2 separate regions of the Gasterosteus aculeatus genome follow, and region 1 is linked to region 2. Evidence: chromatin contacts called from public Hi-C data. All regions are on one chromosome and are shown on one strand. Each heading gives the region's core, a stretch centred on a gene start, on an enhancer-like site or on the middle of the called end of the contact. The rest is flanking DNA. Distances are from core to core; before and after follow the strand shown.

What was found. Hi-C and Micro-C count contacts between places; a contact is called where the count stands out from the background.
Region 1: a contact with region 2 is called in a Hi-C map of skeletal muscle, with 14 times the contacts expected there. The contact joins the promoter of LOC120817088 here to the promoter of pcdh18b in region 2. A contact is called at or near these places in 2 of 6 Hi-C or Micro-C datasets (skeletal muscle and tail fin).

The regions. Positions count from the first base shown.
Region 1 is chr4:21,154,806-21,157,505 of fGasAcu3.hap1.1, reverse strand. LOC120817088 (NXPE family member 3) reads left to right here and starts at 1,370. Exons shown (of 7, transcript XM_078101013.1): 1 at 1,370-1,451.
Region 2 is chr4:20,160,348-20,163,047 of fGasAcu3.hap1.1, reverse strand. It overlaps pcdh18b (protocadherin 18b), which reads left to right and starts at 1,286. Exons shown (of 5, transcript XM_040174699.2): 1 at 1,286-1,409.

The DNA.
Region 1 (2,700 bases), core at 121-2,620, 990 kb before region 2:
TTCATTCACGTCGCTCATGACGTCCAACTGAATTGTCCTCTATGGCTTAAAGGCGCCCTAAATCGGTTGCAAAAGCTTGCATGCAGCGTTTCCGGGCTTTTTTTAGGCGATCGCCACCCAGCTAAAAACTGAAATGACAACCAATGGTGGTGCAAAATCAAACTGTTATTTTGATCACCGCACTGATATGAAACGCTCAGGTCAATGTTAACGGGTATACGTTACATTATGGCTCAATTCAGTACATGGTGACTCACTCTCAACTAATCAGAACGCTTCACTGTATCATAAAAGAATATATGATACCGGATAAGAAACAACCAGTAGTCAATGTGAAAGCAACCACTTGAATCTACGATACTTTGTTGAATTCATATATTTGTGAATCTGACTTTGAAAGAGTCAGTGCCTCCCAGCCACGAACCTCTTCACATTGGACTTCATGTGAAGACTATCGCCCTCTCAACCAAGCGCACTATGTCCAAGAATTCCAGAGTAAAGAACACAACACAACCAGATAACTCCATTCAAAACTGATTTGGTTAAATAAAGGCACAATTACATGACAGTTCCGTAATTGCACTTCTGCCATCAAGGTAAAAACCAGACTAATGACACATTTCACTGGCAGATTGACATGAGTGCATGCCTGCCTATCTAGCCGTTTCAGTATCTCTCCATCACCTGACTCTGCCCCTGCCGTTGTCCCTGGGGTTCTTCAGATGTGGCCCTTGAAATCAGGGACAGGAGATTTTGTGCAGCCTGCGTGGCTTAACATGCATTATACTGGAAAGGGATTTTAGATGTATGAACATGGTAAAGGGACGTTACAGTGTATTGCATAGGCTGTATTGAAACAAATTAAGCTATTACCATGACAGCCCTCCAACACCCATTGCTTTCAGCATCTCTGGCCGGATCTCATCAATCTCCGGGGCTTTGCCACTGCGGAGTTATTTGACTACCTCAGTGACCTCCACCAGGCAAATTGACGATGATCCCTCCTCCGCCTCCAGCTCCGCCTCTACCTCCGCCTCTACCAAAGAGGGTGTAGTAGTTGGATTCAGGAGTTCCTCAAATTGTTCCTTCCACCGCCCGAGAACCTCCTCAGTTGCGTTAAACATGGTCCCATCCTTACTGTACACAGCTTGGATGGTTCCCCGTTTCCCCCTCCTGAGGTGCCGGATGGTTTTCCAGAAGAACTTTGGCGCTGATAGAAAGTCCTTCTCTGTAGTTGCTAGTGCAAATTTGTATTTAAAAGGGAGGTTTCATTTAGATGAAACCTGATACTCCATTCTTCCTGTATTTGTTTTTGACTGTGACGTAGATTCAGGATGTCATCACTAGACACCTAAAAGTCAAACACAGAGAATATCGTGTCCGTAAACCAGTGAGATCAAGTGACGGATCACGATCTGATGATTAGAATCTCCAAAGGCACCTTCGCTCAGGTAGGTCACATGAAACGCTTAAACACAGTAAATATGAAGTTAATTGTTATCGAAAATGACTATGTTACATTGTAATTTCTGTACATGTGTGAAATTATATTTTATAATTTTTACTACTTCTGCTTCACCACATTTCACTGGGAATTTGTCCATGGTACATCACACTACATTATCCAAATTGTGTTGTTATTTGACTGTATTATTGGATACTGCCAATTTAATATTTACATACAGATAAAAATATATGACCATGTTTATAGAATCAAACATAGTATCAGCATTAAAATGAATGAATTAGCCGGAGCCAGAAGCAGATAGTTTACTACGTCGAACAAAGTTTTGTTACAAAAAAAGGTCTTCCTACACCAAAAAATATGTGCTCATACAGTCTATTAGAAAAATGATACTCGACATACTCGGTCTAAAATCATTAAACAGGATGTTAAAGTGCAAAAAGGATACAGAATTGAAACACATAGGTGTAATATGTCATGAATCAAGGCTATTCCTTCATCTTTTGAGTGGGAATATGTAGTTTGTAGCACCATCTCATTTAGTCACATCGCTCATGATGTCCACCTTAATTGTCCGGTTGCAAAAGCTTGCATTGCCCGAAACCGATCGACCAATTTGGTGGGACTACCAGGGTTTTTTCGCCGATTGCCACGGAGCTAAAAGCTAAAATGTCAACTCACGGTTGCACAAAAGCTAACCTGTTACTTTGATTGCGCAGTGATATGGAACGCTCGGATCAATGAGAACAGCAACTGTACATTATCGCTCAATAATGCACCCCCGTGACTCACTCTCAACCAATCAGAATGCTGGATTTCATCTACTGGTCTTATAAATACAGATAAACAATTGCAAGTCAACTGGACTACATGACAAAAGAAACACTTTTAGCAAACAGTTCAATTTGAGCTAAAGTTCTCAGTTCTGAACAAGAATATCTCATACGCTGTACGTCTTCAAGACCCTCACTGCATTTGTAGATTATTGGGTGTGGGACATGTCTGGAAGGTCGTCACAGTCCTAAACAACAATAGCAGCATTAAAACCACAATGCCATGTCAAAAGTCACTTTCCACATTTGACATGCCATTTGCACAGACAATGGTTATTTTTATGCCTTACAAGGCTCCACAAAATCAAGTCCGTAAGATGGTACCGTAGGTCGGCGTGCTTGTCGGAGCTCAGGTAAATCCTCCACCCAGAAAAGAGGGGTTAGTACTCTGTTCTTTGAAGC
Region 2 (2,700 bases), core at 37-2,536:
CTGGTGGAGAATTGGACCGGGTAGCAGTTTTCCTCCGCCTCGCCTGCGGCGGCTGTATTGGTCCCGACTTCCGGGTGCGATTCCGTCCTGGCGCGGGAGGCGGGGAGGGATCGCTGCGCTCCCCTCCCGCTGTGTGTTTCACCAAGTCCCGCAGCTGTGAGAGAGGGAGCCCCGGTGCGGCAGTCACGCCGCGGTTCTGTAGTTGAGTGAGAATTTCTTCTTGCTCGTTCGTAGTGGAGCCGCTGCGCCTTGTGAGACGAGTGCTCCTGCGCCGGCCGCTCGGTGGGCTGCTGGCCGGCTCCGGTTGTTGAGACTCGCGTCTCCGGAATAAATCGCTGTCCGAATCGGACATTCCTTTGCCGTCACGATCGCTGCTAATCCAGGCGAAAAATAATCCTCACCTTTGGAGCGTGCTGAAATGACAACTGACAGCAAGAGAGAGGAGAACAGTTTTTTAACGTTGCCTGCCCCAATGCGATTGGTTTACGGTGACGACACCCACGTCTGATACTACTCGACCCCGCCCCTAATCAGCTGGCCGTGCGCCCCCAGGGAGAGAGGAGGCCACCAGGGAACGGCACAGCCTGTCCAGTCTTCCTGACTGAATTTTCGCCTAAGCTTCATTTAATCCTGTTACATTTTGTTGCTCCCTGCCAGATTATTTTGTGCGTAAGCAAAGTCTTCCAGTGTTTCTGAATTAGTCCATCTGCGCTGATCTTACCTGCCTTTTGACCACGTATTCTCTGCCTGTCCCATTTCGGATTTGTGTGCCTCTCTGGTTGCCATCCTGGTTCTGACCCTGCCTGTTTTTATCTACTGGCCCTCTGGATTTGATTTGATTTGCCTACTGAGGGATCTCCCGGTTTTCGGCCTTGCCTGAACTTCCAGTAAAATCTGGCATGCCATCAACATGTACCACAATGTCGTGGTGAATCCCATAATGGTACGGTGTTGCCTCAAGGCAACATTTGCATTTTTACAGGTTTACATTACATATTTAGCAAACAAAGTACATCAAGCTATTAGAAGTCAGCAAAAAAGGTTTTCATCCAGAGAGTCATGCGACAAATTCAAACTCCTGGCTCTTTTTCAAAGTATTGCATCAGAACTGGGGATGTATTGTGCGAATGTAGAAGGCCAAAAACGGGTATGTTGCCTAGAGTCAACATCATACCATAGAGGGTTAATACTTTTTGTAACGTTATGACTGTCCAGTTGGAGATTGTCGGGGATGGCACCGAAGCGTGGTTACGGAGCATTCGGCTGTGTGCAGTGAGCCCAGGCGGTGTCTGTTTCGTGTAGACGCCGTTGGATTAATCCTCCGGACTTCGGGGTGGTTTGTTTTGGTCCTCTCTGAATGTGAAGTCGTCGGAGGTGGAAACCGCAATGGCATCCATGCTGAAAGTTGGGTAGGTAAGCTGATTGTAAGTAGTTTTACTGTCCAATCTGGTGATACCTGCCTTCGGTCTGGTTTTAGAATGCGTACTCGAGAATGAGAAGAGGGGGTTTATGGAAATACCAGAAGAGGCGTGTTGGAGGCGTGGTCCTGCTACTGAAGTTACCCTAATTAGCTTCAGTGTTTTTACCAGCACATGCTCTGTACTTAAATTGAGTGTTTTAGAAAGTGTACTGCAGTGGGGGGAGGGAGCAACACTACATATAAGAAACAAATTATAAAACTCAAAAATATCACTAGTTGTCCAACTAACTGGAATAACTGTCACTCATTTAGAATTGAATCCAACCCCCTGCATATGTGTTTGAATATGACAAATATCGCATTAATAAAAAAAAGATTTGCCCTTAGCCCTAGACAGTAAGGGATCAGGAGAAGTAAGATGAGCTGTCTTAAGGGATCCACAGTCAACATATGCAGGATTGTCTTTCTACTAGCTCTACGTATCGACAAATACCAGTGGGATACGATGCCATGTGTCTGTGCCTGAAGACTGCCAGCGTTAGTCTCAGATTGGGTCTCCAGAGCCGAGTGCTGGCTGGTGCTCTCCAGAATGAAATGTTCCTTACATCATTCAAAACCAATATTATACTAGTTGCAGTCACCAAACCCTATGGCACTCCGATGGTGTTTTTTTGAAAACCGAAGAAGAGAGGCTTCAATTTGAGAACGTCAGAGGAGCCACAGCCATTACCGCTTCAGCCCCACCGCTTAATTTCCTTTTTTCTCCATGCTGCTTTTTATTTCATTTTTGGGCAAGTTTTCATGTCTAAGGCACGTGAATCTCTTGGGTTTAAAATTCTTTTCTGCTCGCAGTGGCATAAAAACTTTATAAAGCTTACTCTCTTACACTCTACTCTTTCTTTCACTCTGTGTGTGTGTGTGTGTGTGTGTGTGTGTGTGTGTGTGTGTGTGTGTGTGTGTGTGTGTGAGAGAGAGAAATGTGCGGTCTGGATCCAAGTCTGTGGCTGGAAACGCTTTCAAGAAGAAAGATGGAAAGATCAGAGAGAGACCGAGCAATCTGAAACTAATCATACCATGGCGGCTCTCCCAGAATCATTGTGAACACATGCTCTGTGCCCCTTAGCCTTGTTGTTTATGTCGCCTGTCTGGAGTCAATTCTTAGCACAGTTTGAGGGCAATCACAGTCTTACATATGCAACACTCTGTTTTTCTAAATAAAGCCGAGATGGAGAACAGACTGTGATTCTCTCTTTGCGATTAAAGCATTTTTGCTGCAAACT